Linked DNA regions of Sus scrofa: all the other regions are linked to region 2. A link is a contact called in public HiChIP or PLAC-seq data. All regions are on one chromosome and are shown on one strand. Each heading gives the region's core, a stretch centred on a gene start, on an enhancer-like site or on the middle of the called end of the contact. The rest is flanking DNA. Distances are from core to core; before and after follow the strand shown.

Region 1 (3,669 bases), core at 64-2,563, 500 kb after region 2:
ATAATTACAATGGCCAATTCCTTTATACACAGTCTTGATTACTTCTTGGGAAATCATATTTTTGTTTTATAGTCACAGTGGCTCAGGTTTCAAAGAGAAGCCTTTTAGGTTAGTTGTTCTAAATTCACACCGTACGCAACTGACATTAAAAATGGGTTAAGATACATTCTTCTTTGTTCCAGGCACTGGAATAGAGGCTGCGAACATAGACCTAAAAAGAATATGGTCCCTACCTTTGAAAGAATCATGGCCAAATGAGGAGGAAGGCATGCCTAGATCCACATAACAAAAGCAATAAAACGTCAAAAAATGCATATAATGCAGCATCAGGGAGACGGGATGATGTGCTTATTCTCTGAGAAAACATGCAAGTCTTGGCATTTAAGCTGAGGGATGAAGAATAAAGAAGAGTCTGTCAAATGGATAAGGAGGTGGAGGAACAACTAGAGAAAGGTCATCACATGGTAGCTTAGTTTAGCAAAAGAGACAGACACGGAGAAAGCTATTTGGAAAATCTGTGTTTGAGTTGGAGGTGAAGCAGCCTGTCAACTGGTAGGCTTTTCTATAAGATGACTGGCCAGCAAGCCACCTACTTTATTTTCAGACCTCTGACTGTCATTATTGGTAAGCTCTTCACCTGAGCACATGTAACTGCCCTCAGGGAGGAATATTCCAATCTCATGCATAGTAGAGGTAAGGCTGGTATATGGTTGGATGTCAAATTATATGATCCAAGCAGGAGAAGGGAGTCCTCATTATTTGGACTTATTATTACCCACTTTATGCATGGTAGCTATCCCTATGTTTTCCCCCTTTTCCCAAGTCTTTTCAGGTTTATAGTGGATATGGCTTACTTCTCCTTGATTTTTCTGCTTTACTCTATCACAAACTTAGGTTTCACTTTCCATGGACTTCTGTATCAGTTAACTATGTTTGTATTGCATTTTTAGATTCAAAAGGTATGGGTCTTTCTCATCTACTGCCATATATACTCAGATTTATGCATTTTTAAATCCTTGTGATTTTTGAGTCTTAAGAAATAAATGAAAATGAACATTTATCTCAAGTCTGCCATTTGTATTTGGAAGGTCTGGTTCCATTTCTAAATGCTAAGAAACTGCTTTGCTCAGAATCAAAAGTTGCCTCACCAGACTTTAGCGTAAATATTTGTTTGTTATGAAACTGCATTTTTTAAACTTTTGTTTTTTAAATTTGCATTTTTTAAACTTATATTTGCCAGTCCCTAGGCTTTAGAAATAGTTCCCACTGTCACAGATCACTGTCATCGCTTCGGCGCTCTGACTCAGCCACAGATTCCCTCAGTTCCTAGAATTTAATTTATTTAGGCAAAAGGACATGCGCTTGTGAGGTGACAGCATGACATTTTCCCTTTGCCTCTCCCCTTCAATTTTCAACTAGCAAAATATCTGTAATTCAACCAAGGCTTCTCTGCCCAACACATCTGGATCCCAGAGAGATTCACACATCTACACAGCTGAAGGTGGGTAGCCTGGAGAACACAGAGGAGGTGGGGGAATGGTAAAAGCGGTACCCATGATCCAGGCCCTGTGGTAGCTGAAGCCTGCAGCTCCAGAGAACCTGTAGCAGCAGAGAGGAGGGTCCACACAACTCCAGCTTCCCAGCTATAGTGGCAACAGTGGCCACAGGGAACTGGGTAGCAGCACAGCAGCAGAATGTATGATTCCTGTCCCTCCAGCCACAGTAGCATCCTTGACTCTGCCCCTTCCCAATCCACAGCAGGCATATCTAAAACCAACAACCCCAGATGCAACAGAGGCACACCACCCTGGTGCCCCTGGTGGCAATGCAGCAAGTGACCAGCAAGCTACCAGCAGCAAGCCACCAGCAACCTGAGAGACACAAGCAGCAACAATGAAGGTATCAGCGACACCCATGGCAGAGGCGGTAGAGGGTGGAAAGTGCAGATCCTCAAATATAGCCAAAGGCAGTGCAGGTAAAAGAAACCAAAAACTTGTGCTATAGCGCCACCTACTGAAAAATAAAAGAAAGACAGCTAGTTACCAAATTGAATTGCTAGAATCAAAGTTTAAACATCTTTACTTAGGGGTTCTCTTGTGGCACATTGGGTCAAAGATCTGGCATTATCACTGCAGCAGCCTGGGTTGCTGCTGTGGTGAGAGTTTGATCCCTGGCCGGGGAACTTCCACATACCATAGGTGCAGCCAACAAAAAAAGAATCTTTACCTAAATAAGAAAGGTGTTAAAAAAATAAAGAAATTTTATGAAAACTTCATTAAGAAAGGCAATATATGGATAATGAGAATCCAAGAGAAGAAGAGAGAGAATGGAACAGAGTTTTTATTTAAAGAAATAATAGCTGAAAGTTTCTCAAATCTAGGGAAGAAACTGGATATACATGTTCACAAAGCTAAGAGTACACCCATTTACCCCAATACAAAAAAAACTTCTCTAAAACGCATTGTGTTAAATTTGTCAATGATAAATAAAGAATTTTAAAGGAAGCCAGGAGGAGAAAACGACAGCTACCTTCAAAGGAACCTCTATTAGTCTATCAGCAGATTTCTCATCAGAAGCTGTAGAGACCAGAAAGACTGGAATGACATACTCAAAATATTGAAAGATAGAAGCTATCAGCCAAGAATACTCTATCCAGCAAAGTTATCATTCAGATAAGAAGGAGAAATAAAGACTTTCCCAGATAAACAAAAGCTGAGGGGGTTTATCACCACTAGCCCTGCCTTACAAGAAATGTTGAAAGGAGCTCTTCTACCTCAAACAAAAGGCAAAAATATACAAAACCTATAGTAAGCTGATAAATAGAAAAAAAATCATAAAATTGCATCTATTTCAGAATAGATTGTTGAACAATTATAACATAAAGGCTAATAGAAACATAGTAGTAAAAATAATATAGCTACTTTAATTTGTTAACAAACACACAACATAAAAAGGGATAATTTGTACCCACCCCACACCAAAAAAAAAAAAGAAGAAGAAAAGGAAAAAACCCATGTAGGCCAAAGAAGAGAGGATACTATCAGCAGGAGGAGGACTGTTTTATCTATGAGATATTTTTTATAAACCTCATGGCAAATACAAAACAAATCTAACCAGAGACACTAAACATAAAAAAAAGTAATTGAGAAAAATATCACAGAAAACAACCAAACTAAAATGGCAGACTGAAGCATAAGGAAAAGGAAACCATAGAGATAAAGAGCAACCAGAAACAAAAGATAAAATAACAATATAAAGTCCTCACTTGTACATCACCCTTAATGTAAATCAAAAGACACAAATTGGCTGGCTGGATTAAAAAAATGAGACCCAAATATATGTTGCCTACAGGAGACCCATCTAGGCTCTAAAGACAAACATAGGGTCGAAGTGAAGGGATGGAATATGATAATTCAAGCTAATGGCAGCCAAAAAAAATGGGTGTAGCCATACTCATATCAGACAAAACAAACTTCAAGCTAAAAAGGTAATAAGAGAAAAATATGGACATGACATTATAATAAAGGTGAATATCCATCAAGAAGACATAGTTATTAACATATAAGCACCTAATATATGAGCACCAAAACAATTATTAATAGGCCTAAAGGGAGACATTGACAACAATACAACAATGGTAGGTGACTTTAACACCCCACTTATATCAAT
Region 2 (3,273 bases), core at 534-3,033:
GAGAAAAATCTGTTTGAAGAGCTTTGGGAACTTTGTTCTATTCAGAGAGGTACTCAACAATCCAGATGTACGTCTAAAGTTAGGTAAACTTCTCTAGCCCTCTGGCCTTGTAGGTTTCCCGAGTACAAATTTTCATAAGAGATTTTCTATTTCGTCTTTATTTTTTTCAAAGGCAAGAATATTGGGAGAACAGCTCTTTTAGCACTATTTCTTCTGTAACATTTCCCATGTTGGGGGAAACTTTAAGCTAGAAAATAAAAATTAGAAGTCAAAAATGTATATCATGCAAAAATAGTTGAAATTCTTGGAACATCAGAAAAGGCTGGATTTAGGACAAATTCAAAGCTAACTGTGAGTTATTCACTTCTTAAATATTTTTAGAATTACTGCATCCTGCAAGACAGTAAAGAGTACAAAATTGTAATAAACAAATTATTAACCTGTACAAACTGTACAGATATATGCATAAAGCAAATGGAGAGGGTCAAGGGACCTTAAAATGACCATCTTTATACAGCCTGACTTAAAGTTCACATCGCTGAAAATAAAAAGAACGTTGAGATGGAGTGAGGAATAAAAAGTCAAAATTAGCCCAGCACTCAGTTTATATTTTGGGAGAATGATGCTCAAATTTCTGTTACCAGCCCTGGCGTAGTTGTTTTCAGAAAATAACAGATCTTTGATTTTAATAGTTATTAAAGATCCTGCAAATAGACTACTTTTAGATCTTCTTTCTTGTCAATGTAGCAAAGAGTAAGAGAAACTGGAAAATAGAGTGTTAGTTCAGCTGTTGCCAGTTTCTTTGTGAGCACATTCAAAAAGCAAGAATTACCGAAGAGCTAACAGCAGTAGTGTCCTATTACAGATGGTTTCCTATTGGATGTCCTGCACTGACATAGATTTGCTTCAGCAGAAACATAGCCTTTTTGCTTATGCTGGGGTATAAATTTAGCATAATTTTTACATATATATATATATATACACACACATGTATATATATATATATATATATATATATATATGAATGTTTCTGTTCTCATTTAAGTGTGTCACACTTCCTATTTTGAAGCGTCTAACTTAGTAAGTGGGGATATGTGGTTTGGAAAGCTCCGCACCTGATTCCAGTGCTCAGCCAGAGTGGAGAACAATAGTTCTGGATAATAGCTTAAGTATTTTTGCTTTTCGAATTATAAACTCCTGGTTATCCTTGTTTTCTTCTGTCCATGAGGATAAATGAAATGATTTTTAAAAAATGGGATCTCCAGTAACTTTGTATTCCTAATATCTCTCAGAGTGTCTGGCATGGAGCAGTTATTTAATAATTTTTTTAAATTAAATAAATTGAGGTGGTGAATAGTTGGTTCAATGAAATGTGGAATGCAATGCTTTGCTAGCCTGAGGTTTCCAAATAGTGCAAGATGTCATTTGTAATGCTCTTTTAAAGATGTAGTGGATATAAATTATGAGGCCTTTTTAAAAGGAGGCACTTTTCTCAAAAATAGGATATGAATATAATAGGGGAAATACCTAGAATTAAATGTGATCTCTTCATGTACTTAAGTCCAAGAAAACCTTTGCTTTTTAAATTGCACCACACGGTTCCCATTTTTTCTTGATGAACTCCAAAATAGAGTACTTGGGGTCTATATTTTCTCAGTTTGTAAAAAAGATTTATGAAAAATAAAAAGGAAATATCCTTAAAGCATGAAGTAGGAGCATGAAAATATTAAAAGGACATTCTGGGTTTAGATGGCCCTCTTGTGGCAAAAAGGTCAAACTACCACGAGTGAACATAGTGCTGGGAACCTCTTGATTAGGGCAGGCACCATGGCAGACTTTAATAGTAAGAGTCAAGGTCAAGCAGACGAATGAGAAATAATCCATTTTCACTTTTCCTCAGGGACCTCATCCAAAATTAATAGATATAAAACAAATAGACAATAACAAAAACTTATCTTTTTCCATCAGCTGTATATAGCTACTAGGTGAATCTCTAATGATCAAAGAAATAGCTCTTGGAAACATTTTACAAAAAAGCTATCATTTTCTTTTTTATACTTTCACTTTTAATAATTTCAGATTAGCATACAAGTTGCAAAAATAGAACCAAGAGTTTCTGCCTATCCTGGTGCACCTAGCTTACCTAAACATTAACACCTTATATAAGCATATTATTACCACTTACAAAATGAGAAAATTAACATTGCTATGCTGCTCTTAACCAGTCTACAGAACTTAATCACATTGCACCAGCTGTCCTACCAATATCCCTTCTCTGACTCCAAGATTGTCCAGTCTGTGACAATGTCTCAATCTCTTTTCTGTCATGACTTTGACATTTTGAAATAGTACTGATCAGTCATTTTGCAAAATATCCTACCATTTCAATTTGTGTGACGTTTCCTCATGATCAAATTCAGGTGATGCGTTCTCAGCATTAGTACAACAAAAGTGATGCTTTCAGTGTGTCATATCGGTTGGTATGTGATGTCATTACGGGTGATACTAACTTTGTTCAGTTAAAGTGGTGTTTATGGGGTTCTTCACCATAAAGTTACTGTTTTCCCTTTGGTAATGAATAAGTGTATCACCATAATTTAAATTAGATATTTTATCATAACTAGTATCATACATGCATTTTCTTTCTTGTGGACATTTTACTAAAATGGGGTTGTAATTTTTATCCTGAACTAGCAATGTTTTCAAGTTATTTTATGGTTCCTTTGCTAATTACCTTTTCCCCTTTGACCTGTAGACATCTATCACCAGTCTTGCGCTTTATTTTAATTTTAATTTTTTTATTTTTTCCATTATAGTTGGTTTATAGTATTCTGTCAATTTCTACTGTACAGCAAAGTGACCCAGTCACACACATATATACATTCTTTTTCTCACATTATGCAGTTTAAGTTGTCCATGTTGACTCACCCCTGTGCACTTAATGACTTTGTAGGTATGTCGAGAGTACCAGCGTGGCAATTGCAACAGAGGAGAAAACGATTGTCGGTTTGCCCATCCTGCTGACAGCACAATGATTGACACCAATGACAACACAGTCACCGTGTGTATGGATTACATCAAAGGGAGATGCTCTCGGGAAAAGTGCAAATACTTTCATCCTCCCGCACATCTGCAAGCCAAGATCAAGGCTGCCCAATACCAGGTCAACCAGGCTGCAGCAGCACAGGCTGCAGCCACTGCAGCTGCCATGGTAAGTAGAGACCTCAGCTCAATCCTTGCTAACAGTCAAAAAAGCAAAGTGAACAACTGTAT
Region 3 (3,832 bases), core at 387-2,886, 430 kb before region 2:
GAGGTCTAGGCAATAAAATGTAGACAAAAAAGACAGAAGTGTATCATTTGAGTGAAGGAAACCTCAGAAGCCTGTGTTAAAGATGATGGGGCCACATATCTTTGTCCTCAGATTACCATTTGGAGAATTTCCAGCTAACTAAAATATGCATTGAATTATTATGTGTACCAGAAAAAAAAATGTGTGTTAAAGGCACTGACTTTTGGAAGTTTTGCAGGAGTGGAAGTTATGATATCTAATATAGAAAGCAGTACTGAAAATGGATACTCCTTAATCAAAATCCTAAAGTATTTAGCATTGACCTAGTAGTTTGAAGGTGGGTGATAAGAAAACATACTTCAGGTGGAGACCCATGTTCTGCTCAAAGCTTCCTCTCCCAACAACTTGTTTGAGAAGTGTGCTGTGTGTAAGAAAGGGAAAAAAAAAACTGTATCAAATTGCTTATATATCTATCTATATATAGTTTTTTGTTGTTGTTTTTTTAGGGCAGCAAGTGTGGTATATGGAAGTTCCCAGGCTAGGGGTCAAATCAGAGCTACAGCTGCCAGCCTATGCCAGAGACACAGCAATGCCAGATCTGAATTGTGTCTGACCTACACCACAGCTCATGGCAACCCCAGATCCTTAACCCACTGAGCAGGGCCAGGCAATGAACCTGCATCCTCATGGATACTAGTTGGGTTTGTTACCACTGATCCACAATAGGAACACCCGAGCTACTAATATTTTAGCATTTTTATTTTCATAGCATAACCTGGCCACTTGACCAATACAAAAAAAAAAATCTAAAAAATTCATCTTTAAGAATAAAGCAGGAGTTCCCATTATGGCTCAGTGGTTAACAAACCTGACTAGTATCCATGAGGACATGGATTCGATCCCTGGCCTTGCTCAGTGGGTTAAGGATCTGGCATTGTGTGAGCTGTGGCATAGGTTGCAGATGCGACTTGGATCCTGCATTGCTGTGGCTGTGGCGTAGGCCAGCAGCCACAGCTCTGATTTGACCCCAACCTGGGAACTTTCATATGTTGGGGTCATGGCCCTAAAAAGACATAAAATAAAACAAAAGTAATATAATCAACTTTGACCTACAAAGTAATATAATCTATGTTAAAGAAATGCCATTGAGCATCACACAAAAATAAATGAATAAATAATGACATCTGTCTAGTTCTTAGAAAGACAGCATTTTGAAGATGTTCATTGTCCCTAATCAATTTATTTTTATTCAATATCCAATAAAATGACTACCAATTTTTATTTTCAGGTAAAACAAGGACATGAAATGATGAGGAAATATAAAAATATTGAAGATGGCACAGACCTACCATTTATTAAGATATATATTTAGAATTATAATAATTAAAACAGCTTACTATAAATAAACATTCAGATTGCCAAAATCTTTGAAGAATTTAAGGTTTTACCCTATGTACAAGATAATAAGATAGGCTGTTACTGTTTCATTGATGCTGGCAGAGGACATGAAACTCCTGGGTCAGAGAAAGAGTTCATTACTCCCATTGCAACAAGAATGAATATAAGCATATTTACAGTGCTTATTCTTGTCCCTGAATTCCACCAGGATTGTGCAATGGGTACACATGACACCAGCAGAGGCAGAGTTTTATTCAAGGGAAGGAATCCAGGGCAAAGGGTTAAGCATTTTTTAGCAAGCAGTAAACATTGTAGCAAGCAATGAATAAGGCAGTCTCTCCAAGTCCCAGGAAGTGAAGAGTTATAGGGTGGATATTACTGACTTTATCAGCTGCCTATGTAGCTAGCTATAGAAACAGCTCCATATCAGGAAATATATATGCCTTTCAGCATACTCTGCAAGATTGTCAGGACCCCTCGTGGACCGCCTTTCCCTACAGAGAACAATGGAAACAGAATGTGACAAAGAACCAAATGAATGTTTTAAAAACCCTTACAGTAATTCACTAATGATAAAATGGCTTTTTAACATGATAAGAAGAAGATATATTTATACTTAGTTTGTTTAATGGTAAGGGAGCAACTGGTCAACTATTTGGAAGGGGAAAAGCTGGATTCCTATCTCCATATTTATTTCATAATTTTTGTGGACCAAAATTTAAGTATTATAAAAGTAAGCAGGGGATTTATTTTTTAAAACTTGAAGCCCTTGAAAACAGGAAGCCCTTTCTAACAGACACATTTAATTCAATATTTAAGATAGTAAAAAATATCATGAGCAAGGTCAAATAACAAAAAAAAGTTTATAAAACATGAAAAATCTTAATACATAAAGAAGTTTCATAAATCAATACAAAAAAAACAGCAAATAAAAATGGATCACAACACACAAAAGCAGTTTGCAGAGATACTACTAAAAATAGACAATGTATGAAAAATGTTCAACTGCAATTATAATTAAATCAATTCAAATTAAAACAGCAATATAGCCATTTTTTTTCCCACAGATTGTATAGGTCAAAATGTTTTGTGGTAGGATAAGGAAAGAGGCTTCTAATACTCTGTAGTAGGTTAAAATTGGACAAGATTCTTGGAGGATTGTTCAAAATATTACAAATATTTTACTGCATGTACACTGTCTCTGGTACAATATTGAGAGAGTAGACAATGTTGTCTTGTGCCTGATCTTAGGGGGAAAGCATTTAGTCTTTTACCATTGAATATGATTTTAGATGTAAGTTTTCAAGATGCCTTTTATCAGATTAAGAAAATTCTTGTCTGTTCCTAGCTTGTTGAGTTTTTTGTTTTTTTTTTTGTTTGTTTGTTTTTTTTAATCACAAAGGGGTGTTAAATATTTTTGAACAATTTTTCTGTAGTGATTAGGATGGTCATGTGGGGTTTTTCATTCTACTGATAAGAGGTATTACATTAATTGATCTTCAGATGTCATGACCCAAAATTGAAAACTTCAAATAGTCAGATTTTGTAGGGAGAGCTTCAAAGCTCTTATCTTACGGACTTTTTGACATGGTAGGTGTATGTCTGAGCCACTGTTCTGGTCTTTCTGGCTTGCCTCTTCCAGGTTGGAACCTCTGCACCAAGTGACCTTGGTTAAGGTGGTTGGGTTTCCAGTATTCTCAGCCAAATGTACCTAGGTAAAAGCTTCTTCCTACTGGTAGAGATTTGGAGAAAAAAAAAAAAAAAAAAAATGGAGTCCCTCAACTCTTAGCTACACTCACCGTGACTTAGGCTTCTCCTACTTAGAGTTGGAGGGGATGAGAAAGGCCTGGCCATAGCCTTCTTCTCTCCTCAGTTCCCAATCACAGAAGCCCTTGATTAGGAGGGAGCTGAGGTGAGGGAACTCCTCCATCTTTGTGGCCACACCTGCCAGGAGGATAACATCTGTCATGTTGAGCTGAGGTGGAGAAGGGGGAAAGAAAGGTTTGTGCCACAAATGCCACAGATTCTCTCAGTTTTTGTCTAATTTTAGTGCATTCTCTTGAAAAAAAAATGTTTCCTTATTTGCTGTTTGACCTTAGAGGATTTTTTATAGGCTTTAATTTTTTTTTTTCATAGTTTAGCCAACTTTGCTTGTTTTCTGGGTCATGATACAATCTTCATGATACAATCCTGAAAGTTGCATGTGATTTTATATATTTTAAAATTTGCGAGGAGGAGCAAGATAGAGACAGGGAATTAAAAAATACAAACTACTATGTATAAAATTGATAAATTACAAGGATATATTTTACAGCACAGGGAATATGATTAATATTTTATAATAACTTTATATGGAGTAAATTTATTAAAATATTGAATCACTAGGTTGTACACATGAAACTAATATAGTATTGCAAATCAAATATACTTTAATGAAAATAAGAGGAAGAAATTC

Evidence for each region. HiChIP or PLAC-seq counts read pairs in DNA pulled down with a chosen protein or histone mark.
Region 1: an H3K27ac HiChIP or PLAC-seq map of alveolar macrophages shows a contact between it and region 2. The contact joins two enhancer-like sites. A contact is called at or near these places in 1 of 47 Hi-C or Micro-C datasets (embryonic fibroblasts) and 1 of 2 datasets of contacts at active chromatin or transcription factors (alveolar macrophages).
Region 3: a contact with region 2 is called in an H3K27ac HiChIP or PLAC-seq map of alveolar macrophages. The contact joins two enhancer-like sites. A contact is called at or near these places in 2 of 47 Hi-C or Micro-C datasets (embryonic fibroblasts and psoas muscle) and 1 of 2 datasets of contacts at active chromatin or transcription factors (alveolar macrophages).

What each region holds. Positions count from the first base shown.
Region 1 is chr13:93,177,073-93,180,741 of Sscrofa11.1, forward strand. No RefSeq gene overlaps it. Among named protein-coding and RNA genes, the nearest start is that of RAP2B, 130 kb to the right of the region's middle. Within about 2 kb of position 1,314, at least 10 of the 83 cell types and tissues checked have an H3K27ac peak or open chromatin away from gene starts, as enhancers often do. A contact at or near this core is called in alveolar macrophages, where this site is marked.
Region 2 is chr13:92,672,503-92,675,775 of Sscrofa11.1, forward strand. MBNL1 (muscleblind-like protein 1) reads left to right here. Exons shown (of 13, transcript XM_021069664.1): 7 at 2,954-3,211. Among named protein-coding and RNA genes, the nearest start is that of MBNL1, 180 kb to the left of the region's middle. Within about 2 kb of position 1,784, at least 8 of the 83 cell types and tissues checked have an H3K27ac peak or open chromatin away from gene starts, as enhancers often do. A contact at or near this core is called in alveolar macrophages, where this site is marked.
Region 3 is chr13:92,247,380-92,251,211 of Sscrofa11.1, forward strand. No RefSeq gene overlaps it. Among named protein-coding and RNA genes, the nearest start is that of SUCNR1, 130 kb to the left of the region's middle. Within about 2 kb of position 1,637, at least 4 of the 83 cell types and tissues checked have an H3K27ac peak or open chromatin away from gene starts, as enhancers often do. A contact at or near this core is called in alveolar macrophages, where this site is marked.